Linked DNA regions of Mus musculus: regions 2, 3 and 4 are each linked to region 1. A link is a contact called in public promoter capture Hi-C data. All regions are on one chromosome and are shown on one strand. The core of a region is the stretch at or near the end of the contact, and the rest is flanking DNA. Distances in the headings are between cores, read along the strand shown. Region 1 holds the start of Lmbr1l (limb region 1 like). Region 2 holds the start of Rnd1 (Rho family GTPase 1). Region 3 holds the start of Ccdc65 (coiled-coil domain containing 65). Region 4 holds the start of Dnajc22 (DnaJ heat shock protein family (Hsp40) member C22).

Evidence for each region. Promoter capture Hi-C pulls out the DNA fragments that hold promoters and counts their contacts. Capture Hi-C pulls out chosen DNA fragments and counts their contacts.
Region 2: a promoter capture Hi-C map of adipose tissue shows a contact between it and region 1. The contact joins the promoter of Rnd1 here to the promoter of Lmbr1l in region 1. A contact is called at or near these places in 3 of 39 promoter capture datasets (cranial neural crest, liver and second pharyngeal arch cranial neural crest), 2 of 484 Hi-C or Micro-C datasets (the G1E-ER4 cell line and embryonic stem cells), 1 of 115 datasets of contacts at active chromatin or transcription factors (pancreatic cancer cells) and 2 of 9 other capture datasets (adipose tissue and pancreatic islet).
Region 3: a contact with region 1 is called in a promoter capture Hi-C map of pancreatic islet. The contact joins the promoter of Ccdc65 here to the promoter of Lmbr1l in region 1. A contact is called at or near these places in 1 of 39 promoter capture datasets (maxillary cranial neural crest), 1 of 484 Hi-C or Micro-C datasets (liver), 2 of 115 datasets of contacts at active chromatin or transcription factors (bone marrow-derived macrophages and pancreatic cancer cells) and 3 of 9 other capture datasets (adipose tissue, liver and pancreatic islet).
Region 4: a promoter capture Hi-C map of embryonic stem cells shows a contact between it and region 1. The contact joins the promoter of Dnajc22 here to the promoter of Lmbr1l in region 1. A contact is called at or near these places in 2 of 39 promoter capture datasets (cranial neural crest and embryonic stem cells), 2 of 115 datasets of contacts at active chromatin or transcription factors (embryonic stem cells and pancreatic cancer cells) and 3 of 9 other capture datasets (adipose tissue, liver and pancreatic islet).

The regions. Positions count from the first base shown.
Region 1 is chr15:98,916,839-98,919,361 of GRCm38.p6, reverse strand. Lmbr1l (limb region 1 like) reads left to right here and starts at 1,264. Exons shown (of 17, transcript NM_029098.3): 1 at 1,264-1,512. The coding sequence starts at 1,441. Gm41396 (a long non-coding RNA gene) reads right to left here and starts at 1,393. Exons shown (of 5, transcript XR_001781764.2): 1 at 1,306-1,393; 2 at 340-449.
Region 2 is chr15:98,676,195-98,678,717 of GRCm38.p6, reverse strand. Rnd1 (Rho family GTPase 1) reads left to right here and starts at 1,257. Exons shown (of 5, transcript NM_172612.3): 1 at 1,257-1,488; 2 at 2,144-2,231. The coding sequence starts at 1,369.
Region 3 is chr15:98,706,934-98,709,456 of GRCm38.p6, reverse strand. Ccdc65 (coiled-coil domain containing 65) reads right to left here and starts at 1,263. Exons shown (of 8, transcript NM_153518.2): 1 at 921-1,263; 2 at 235-402. The coding sequence starts at 1,061.
Region 4 is chr15:99,098,226-99,100,748 of GRCm38.p6, reverse strand. Dnajc22 (DnaJ heat shock protein family (Hsp40) member C22) reads right to left here and starts at 1,265. Exons shown (of 3, transcript NM_176835.2): 1 at 1,149-1,265.

The sequences.
Region 1 (2,523 bases), core at 15-2,514:
AAATGTATACACGGGATGTATTTATTTTGTTTTTGAGACAAATTCTCACCATGTTACTCTGGTTGTCCTAAAACATTATGTAAAGGGCAGACTGGCCATGAATTTATAGATCCACCTGCTTCTGCCTTCCTAGTGCTGAATTAAAAGACGTGTGCCACAATGCCCAGATGGTTTCTGAATCTCAAAGTAGGACTGGGCCAACCTCTATTTTCTAGTTTCAAATTAAAACGTTAAAACGTTAAAATGTTAAAACATTAAAATTAGATAAAGGCTATAAAGAGAACAGCACATAGCAGGGAGTTAATGTTTGGGAGTTAATGTTTTACTCAACCCACTCACCAATATTCCCTGGGATATTTCCTCAGTTTCGGGATAGCCTGGGCCTGGTAATACATGCAATCAACTAGGAAGCTGAGAATTCAAGGGTAGCCTGGTTTGCATCGCAAGACCTGTCTCAACAAAACAAAAGTTTCATGACATTTTTAAAAAGTCTCCTGTTTTTTTGTTTTTGTTGTGGTTTGTTTTTTAACTATTTGTTCTCTAATACCCTAGGCCTTCCACAAAAATAACTGTGTGAAAGCTGTCTGGAGTGGCAGGGAAACTCCAATAACAAATAAAAAAACGCATCGGGCAGTGGTGGCACAAGCCACTAATCCCAGCACTTGGGAGGCAGAGGCAGGCGGATTTCTGAGTTCGAGACCAGCCTGGTCTACAGAGTGAGATCCAGGACAGCCAGGGCTACACAGAGAAACCCTATCTCGAAAAACCAAAAATAAAAATAAAGAAAAAGAAAAGAAAACGCTATGGACCTTTGGGTTACAGGCAGCCGTCCCTTCAGAAGACCCCGTGGTGCTTACATCTTCTCGACGGGCTGACCTGATCCCAACCTTATTCGTTTAAACTAAAATCCTGACGGATACACATCCTGGAACCAACCCTCACATCTCAGCCGTGGACCACAAGGACTCTTAGTTTTAGAACAGCTTCGACAGGCCAAAAACATCCCGCCTCCTTTCCCAGAATGTCCTATCAGCGCACTCCTAGCGATGACCGACAGTCTACGAGGAACCAGTAAGTTCCGCTCCTCTGAAGAAACCCGCCCAGGCCTTGTGTCGTCACTGGGCACCAAGCCTGGCACTTCCGCGTAGCCGGGCGGCGGGTACTTGCGTTGAAACGTGCTTGCGAGTGACCCCACCTTAAAGGGGAGGGGACCGAGGGGGACCCGAGCCCTTTAAGACTAGGCGGGCTGGGGCCTGCCCCTTTAAGGGCGGGGCGTCCGACCGCAGAATCTGAGCCCCAGATTACCTTGAGTTTCCGTCACGGGCAGCGAGGAGAGGCGCTTAGGCTGGGTCCGGGTGCTTGGCGGGCGGCGGCGGCCTCATCCCCGCTCGTCCTCCCCGGGCCCGGAGACACCCCCGCCCCAGTCATGCTGAGCAGAGTATGGAAGCAGCTGACTACGAAGTGCTATCCGTGCGAGAACAGCTGTTCCACGACAGGGTCCGCGAGTGCATCGTGAGTCCGGGACCTGGGCGGGAAGGGGCCGGGCCGAGGTGGGAGGGGCGCGCCGCGATGGAGACGGGAAGTCCAGCTGCCTGGGCTCCGGAGCACCTCGACCCCTGCGAGCGCCGGGGCCGGGCCGGTGAACTCCCGGTCGGGTCGGCTGGGTCCCTGAGCCGTAAACAAAGCCGCCGGGTTTCCGTTCCTCGGCCGCTCGCCCCTCCCCCCGCCCCTTCTACTCCACCCCCGTGGGCGTTCCTGGCGATGGGGGTCCTCTAGTGTGGAGCGTTTGATCCTCTGGAAAAGGATGGATTTGCTTCGGGACAAGTTAGTGTGCGTGTTCCCCCTTAAAAGTAGATGAAGGGCAACCATGGTTGATGTTGAAATGAAGGGAGACTCGGTCACATTGAGCAGTTAACCGGGGACATGCGATGGTGGCGCGAGGGGCGAAGGAAAAGTGGGAGCTGTAGTGGGTCCTCCCACTAAGGAAGAAAGAAGTCCTGTCCGACGAGATGGGGTTGTAAGAAGTGGAGATGGAGGAACACCGAGGTTTCCCCGCCTGTTTTCTCTCCCCTGTAGTAGTGGTTGTTTTCATTCCTTCTGTGATTGAATCCTGGGCCTCTGGCATGCAGCATGCCAAACACAAGCCAATACAATGACACACACCCCGCACGACTTCCGGATAATTTGTTTGACACTCAGACTGGGTTTCCAGCCATCCCGTGTGAGTTCTCATGTGTGGGTGGGGTGGGGTGGGGTGGGGTGGGGGTGGGAGGGTCCCGGGTCCGCAGTGATCCTGAGCGCATCTAGCCTGTATTTCTTATTCTTTAAGCATTAATCTAGAATTGCAGTTGAACTTTCCATACGGCAGTGTACTACTCTAGGGTAGGAGCACCCGTGGGACTTAGGGAAATCTATTTTCCTTGGGCCTGCTTTGAATGATAATCTCTTTGTCTGCTGGGTTTTTTTGTTTTATTTTGTTTTGTTTTCCCAGAGAGCTCTGCACATACTAAATGAAAAGGGAAG
Region 2 (2,523 bases), core at 8-2,507, 240 kb after region 1:
ATGACTGGCTTATGAGCAAAGCTTGGGGTTGTTCGAGAAGGGACCTCAAGACAACCGTGAGCCAGGGCTGGTGTTCTCTGTCTGAATTTCAGGCCTGAGGCCTGAGGCAAGAAGATGGGCTATATACGGCAAGTTCCAGTGTGATGTTCTCTAAAAAAAATAAAATAAAATAAAATAAAATGAAAGAAAGAAACCAAACCAACAGAACAGGGTAAGGGGAACCCTAGGTTGTTCTCAAGTTTGCCCTAAACTGCCCCTCCCCCAATTCTCTGGAGGCCTCACGGGACTTCCTTGGTGGCCAGTGGCTTATATGAGCTGTGTACTTCCATAGCTCTGTCTAGTAGAGGGGTCTGCAGAAGCCGTGGAGGCTTGCAGGCTAGGGCCAGTCGGCGGCAGTTTGTAGTTTATCTCAGTCTACAATGATTGGTTTTCAATTTCTAATCCCTGAGGCCCAGCCCTGGCATCCAGGCTGGACTCTCACTAGGTGACACTATCAGTGCGTCAGAATCCGTGGCTATCAGCCTGGAACTAGACCTGCCCTGGATTCATCTCGGACACTGAAGCCAGGCCACAGAACAAAACACCTTCACTCTTGCTTGCCAGGCCTGGCATGAGCTGGCTCCTGGCTGGCAGAAAGCAGCTTGTTTGGTCTTTCTCTCTCCTGTTCCTACTTGAAAGACGCCCTCCTTTGTTTTCTTTGCCTATCTCTGGGTCAAGTTATTTTTTGTTTGTCTTGTTTTGTTTTCTTGGTTTGTTTTGGGGAAGGCGATTCCTGAGGAAGGGAGTCGGGCTGTAAAAGAGGGGCAGCAGAGACTTCTATTAGGAGATCCCAGAAGTGGAACCAGTGTGAATAGGAACTATATAAAATTAAGGAGTCACCCTCTCCCCCGAGAGATGCCACCCACCTGTCCATAGTTTAGGCAGGTCCTGCTGTCTTCCTGGGACAGACAGCCTGATTCTATAGCTCTTTGTGGGTCTTGACACTAACTCATAGACACTCAGAGATCACTAAGTTTTACTTCCAGTCCCCTCCTGACCTCCTAACAGCAACACAAAAAGCGTGGGAATCCCCTTCCAAGAGGAAGCCACCGTGCAGCTTTAACAGAAAGGGAAGGGAGGAAGAGGGCGCTGACTCGGAGTCTCCTACTATTGGCTGCAGCAGGGGATCCCACCTTAGGGATTGGCCTGGACAGAGTCCGCCTCCTCTTGTGATTGGATCAGTCTGAGACTTATAGCGGAGCCTTACGAGCCTCCGCCTCAGTCGGAGGCAGGCAGGCAGGGAACCCGCGCTAGTGTGCTAGTGCGGACACTTGAGGCGCGACCTCCTCCTCCCTGAACCCGAGTCCACGTCCCTCCGAGGCTGCAGCCATGAAGGAGAGACGGGCACCGCAGCCAGTGGTGGTCAGGTGTAAGCTCGTCCTGGTGGGAGACGTGCAGTGTGGGAAGACGGCGATGTTACAGGTGCTAGCGAAAGACTGCTATCCCGAGGTGAGCTTCCCTGCCGTCCCGGGGTCGATCCCCCACCTGTCCGGGACAGCGCTCTCCACCACCCGCAGGCCGCCCCACCCTGCCTTGCCTTCTGGCTGGAGGACTGCCCTGTCTTGCTTCCCTAGAGACCTGACCCACTTCTGCCGCCCGGTCGGCTCCTCCTCACCTCTTTACCCATCATATCCCCTCCCACTTGCCTTCATCCCTGAGACCTGGAGGCTCCCGAGAGCTTGGGCTTCATTCTTGACGCAGTACCTGCCTGCCCCTCCTATAAGGCTCTGTGAGGGTGCCCTCCCCAACCCCCCCCCCCCCCCCCGCGCAGGCTTCTGCTGTTTTGCCTGTTCACCTGTGCCAAAGGACTAGAGGGCAGAAGACAGAGGTTAAAACTGGCTTGTGGCTCTGAAAAATGGGACACACATTTAGAGATGTGAGGAAAATGCGAATGTATGTGTCTCAGACTAGCTAGGATGTAGGGGGTTTGTCCCAGGCTGGGGAGCGAAGGCCAATACCTCTACAGTCCCCAATGGCTCCCCCTCCTCTGGCTTCTCGCCATCTGACACTTTGGTGTTTCTCGGCGCATGTGTAGCCAACGCTTGGTGTGGGGTTCTGAGGGCATGCTGCTGCCGGGGTGTGAGTGTTTCCTGTCTCCTCGCAGACCTATGTGCCTACCGTGTTTGAGAATTACACAGCCTGTTTGGAGACAGAGGAACAGAGAGTGGAGCTTAGTCTCTGGGACACCTCAGGTAAGAGTGTACCCCCAAATGCCCCATCCTACCACCATTGGCTAGCCGCAGTTGCTGCTTTTTTAAGGGGGGGGGGGCTGGGAATCCACCTTTGAAGATAGGTGCTTGCCAGGAAAGCGAAGGAAAGAATGTAAAAAATTCTTTGGTTGGGGCTTTGATGATTTTAGAGGATCCTGGAAGGCAGTGAACAAGCCTGGGTGCCACTTGGGTCTCTGGTCTAGTTCACCTCTGGATGGTGAGGTGAAGGGAGCCCTGAGAACTCCCCGGGAGTACCAGACGTCTCCTCTGTCTC
Region 3 (2,523 bases), core at 14-2,513, 210 kb after region 1:
CTTTTCCCTTTCCCTTTTCTTTTTTCTTTCTTTCTTTCTTTCTTTCTTTCTTTCTTTCTTTCTTTTTTTTTTTGGGGGGGGGTCTTTTTGAGACAGGGTTTCTCTGTGTAGCCCTGGCTGTCCTGGAACTCACTCTGTAGACCAGGCTGGCCTTGAACTCAGAAATCCACCTGCCTCTGCCTCTCGAGTACTGGGATTAAAGGTGTGCGCCACCACGCCCGAGAGGGTGCATACCTTGATGACGCTGTCCTTACAGTCCACCACGCGTTCAAAGGTCTGGCTGAGGATCTCGATGTCTTGGTGAAGCTCTCTGGTCTTCACCTCCCTGAGGATGGTTCTCCACTGCGTGTTAATCTTATTAAGGTTTAGAGCGCTGTTGTGTTCTTCTTTGGCCAACTTGTCCTGAGGGAGGAGTAATCACATGCGTTTCAGCCAAGGCGAAAGGTCCACCTCGGTGCTATCGATACCACGCTGAAAAATACCAGTCCCCGTGTATTCTCACAAACAAAGCCCTTGGCAGCCAACACTCGGGGGCTCCTGTTTGTGGTTTCCAATGAATGGGTTCCCTTCAGGGTGAAGCATCAGAGAAGAGTTTCTAACGACCCCACTCCAGACCCAACCTCAGAATTCAAGACAGCTGAATTTGGACACCTGACAGCATCCACTGTCCTAATTCTGGGGGCTCGGTTGATACTGCCAAACTCAATTCTCCCCTCCCCCATGTTTCACAGAGAATGCCCTAGGCAAAAACCAATGTTGTCTGAAGCCCATGTATTTTGGGACCAAGGACTTCAGAGGGATAGGAAAGGATGAAAATGAGCCTGCCACAAGGACGCGACCCCAGGCAACGGTACCAGTGCATGGGCGGTGGGTTTGGGGGTTTGGGGGTTTGGGCAGGACACACTGCAGACGAGCATCACCTTCAAGAACTGGGTGAGGAGTCTCTCTTTCTTCTTGGCTGCCTCTTCGTCAGCCAGCATCTTTTGCTGAAATATAAGCAGCTGATCTTCCTCGGACAGGGGTGCCTTGGGCAACTTGGGCTTTTTTCCTTTTTTAGACATGGCTGGGCTGCGGACTGGGTCCGGGCAAGGAGCCTCTGCCTGCTGCTACGAGCCACTTGTGAGGAATTAGAAAGAAAAACTTCCCATAGACAGGGAGGGACCTTCTGGAGCTAAGGTAATGGGGCCTTAGACCTCTGTCCTCCACGCCAAGAGTGCTCAGGCGACACCCGACTCCCAGCTGGAGAACAGAAAGACGCATCTTGTCTCCTAGCAACAAGGACCTTCGCTAAGACCGCGGGGTGAGAAATAGGGAGGCAGCATTACTTCAGCGCCCCCTGCATGCCGGAGGACCGCAGTCAGTTCTTTTAAGTAGGCTTTTTTTTTTTTTTTTTTTTTTTTTAAATCAAGAACCCTAGTCTCTCTTAAAAAAATAATAAATGTCTTCAAATAGTTTTTCCATTTTACTTTTTAATTTGGTGTATGCCTGGTTTGTCCACGTGTGTGTCTGAGCACCGTGCGCATGCCTGGTGCCTGCAGAGGTCAGAAGACAGCATCGGATTTCGTAGAACAGGTCAAAACCACTTACACATACATACAAATAATGAGATGGTTCACTGGGTAAGGGAGGTACTGCCAAGCCCAATGGTCTGAGATCACAAGCACCTGGAACCCCAGTTTCAGGAGATCAAAACACGCCTTTCTGGCCTCGGTGGACGCTGCATTAACGTGCACAAACACACATACACATAAAATATTTAAAAATATTTTGTAAATTGTCTCCTTAGTGATAGAGAGATGGCTCAGAGGCAAAGAGCACTTGCCACTCTTGCAGAAGACCTGGGTTTGGTTCCTAGCACCCACATGGGCAGCTCATGACTGTTCATAACTCCAGTCCCAGGGGATCTGACTCCCTCATCTGACCTCTGTGGACATGGGGTAGACACATGGTCCACACATATACATGCAAGAGAAACGCAAATACACATAAATAAATCTTACTAAAAAATTAAGACAGTGTTTCAGTGTAGCCCTGGATGGCCAGAAACTCACTGTATAGATAGAAATCCATCTACTTCTGCCTCGCCCCACATCCCCCACCCCCAGTGCTTGGATCAAATGTAGGAGTCATCACTTCCAGCTTAAATTTGTTTCTCTCTCTCTCTCTCTCTCTCTCTCTCTCTCTCTCTCTCTAAATGTGTGAGTGCTTCATTTGCATGTATACCTGCTTGCCTGAAGAAGGCATCAGACCCCATGACAGATGGTTGTGAGTTGATGGGAATTGAACTCAAGATCTATGGAAGAGCAGCCAGTGTTCTTAACCGCTGAGCCATCTTTTCAGCTCCTTTTTTAAAAAAGATTTATTTATTTATATGTAAGTACACTGTAGCTGTCTTCAGACACTCCAGATGAGGGAGGTTGTGAGCCACCATGTGGTTGCTGGGATTTGAACTCCGGACCTTCGGAAGAGCAGTCAGGTGCTCTTACCCACTGAGCCATCTCACCAGCCCTCTTCAGCTCCTTA
Region 4 (2,523 bases), core at 16-2,515, 180 kb before region 1:
ACTAGATGTCTCCTATCTTCCGTTAGCACCCCAGTCCTGTTATTTACAATCACAGTGACTCCATATTTAAGGGAGGAAATGCTTCAATTAAAATATTTTCATTTATTTATTATTAATTTATTGATATTTGAGGCACAGTCTTATTGCACGTTCCAAACTGGTCTTATGCGGCCATAGCTGAGGACATCTTGGTCTTCCTGCCCCTACCTCCTCAAGTGCTGAGGTTATAGGCATGTGCCACCATGTCCAAGGAAGAGAATGTTTTTGTTTTTAAGATTTATTCATTATTATGCATACGTACACTGTAGCTGTGCTCAGACACACCAGAAGAGGGCATCAGATCCCATTACAGATGGTTGTGAACCACCAGGTAGAGTCAGTGCTCTTAACCGGCTGAGCCATCTCTCCACCCCCAGGAAGAGAATGTTTTAAGTGACTTTAAGTTGGGACACTGAGAACTAGGTGCCTGAACAACAACAACAACAACTCAAAAGCTTGGGACTAACGGGTGACCCAGGGGTCACTTGGGGTTTAAATTCCCAGCACCCACATGGCAGCTCATAGATGCCCTCTTCTGGTCTCCAAGGATATCAGGAGTGCATGCAGTGCACACACAAAGGTTCAAGCAAAACACCCGTGTACATAAAGTAAAATTGAGAAAGAATAAGAAGGGGGAAAAAAGAAGCTTAAATTTCTATCCTCCCCTTAGACTCTGGAATAGTAATGGCTCACAGGAAAGGGCTGAAGAGAATACTTTTTCACTGTTTCAAACCCCTTTGAAAGCCAGTGTCTTAGCCAAACTCACTCCTTTAACATCGTGTGTGTGTGTGTGTGTGTGTGTGTGTGTGTGTGTGTGTGTGTGTGTGTGTGTGTGTAAGCGGGTGCATTCTGTAACTCGGCCAAAGCCCTTTCCAGCTTTCCCATCTCCCCAGACTATGCCGTTCTCCCACAAGCCAAATTTGAAAGGGACCCTGAACTCCTTCCACTTAAACGTTCTGGAGAACATTTTGACCCAGACCTTAGCACCCCACAGCCCAGCCATCCTATCCCTATCAACCAGATCGAAGGCACTCTACAAAGCGGCCGCAAAAATCCTCAGAATATCAAATCTGCCTGCCAATCGTCTTACCTACTTCAAGCAAACTCACCCTCAGGCAGTCCCAGCAGGGCCGCAGTACCTGGCAGCCCAGGCTTCCAGGCTGCTTCAGAACAGCCATTGCCTTTGAACACAGATTCAAAATGGCCCCTCTGTAACTGCTCTCACCTCCACACAAGTGGACTTTGTCCCTCAGTGCTGGGTGACTGTGTTTGAAGTCAGGCCACCTCCTGCAGGCCCCGCCCCGAAAGCCCTGGTCAGCCCCTTCGTAGCCACCTTCCGGTCCTGTGTTCCTGGGCTCTGATCGCCCTCTCTACGGGAAGCTTTCCCCAGACTCACCCAGTTTTACACTGTAGGGCCTGGAACCGCGCCCCACTCCCGGCAGTGCGCACCTCTTGCAGCACTTCATTAACACCGCCAGATGGCGCTGCCGTTTACGGAAGGGAGGGTCCCCAAAAGTCCCAGATCTCCTTTTTGCAAGGTTGGGACATTCCTGGTCAAAGCTGTCCGAACCGTGCAGCTACCTGGCGGGAGAAAAAGGGCGACTCTATCAATAAAATTAAAAATCTCGACTTCCTCTCCTCTCCGCCACAAATGGGAGGTGATCCCTGTCTCGCTTCTCTCTGTACTCCAAGACGGCCATTATAGGATCACGTCTAATTTCTTAAAGGAGAGACATCCACTCAGAGGTGAAGGAGAGAGCCCCTCAAGACCCGCAATTCTGCCTCACTACCTTGCTTCCAGGCCTTCCAGTTAGGGGACTCCACAGCCAGACCTGGGAGTCTGAGCCTGCATAGCCCAGAATCCATAGAGCCAGAAGCTGTTCAGACCCTTGTAGCCTGAAGCAAAGGGGGGGGGGGGAACCCACACCAGCAAGGGATACAGGGTGGGGGCGAGCCATCAGAAGAGTAAGGGCAAACCCAGGGAGACTCGGGGGAGAGGAGCCTGCCTTCTCGCTTGGACGCTGGAATGGAGCTGGCTTACAAGATGCCTTCAACATCCCGGGCTACAATCCCCGAGCAGCTCCGTGACCTTGGCCAAGTCACACCCTTTCCTGAGCTTCAGTTTCTTTTAAAAGAAGCTTGGATCTACGAAATTCCCCAGGCTTGATTAGAGGTAGGGATGGAGCCGGTGGGCTTCACTTAGGGTCACTTGTCAACAGTGGGCAGAATGTTTTAGCTCCCTCCAACGTCTAGTTCTAGCTGGGGACTAGATATGGCCCCTTTAGGGCTGAGGAGGGGCGACAAAACGACAACCCAGCCACGGCTGGGGACGGGGGGCGGACGGGGGCGCTGAATAATGAATGAGACTTAATTGGGCCCGCTCTGCGCGGCGGCGCGCTAAGCTTGGCAAACAGCGCGGGCAGAAGCAGCCGCCGCCGCTGGACAAACAAACTCGCTCGGGAGCCGGGAGCCCAGTGCGAACCG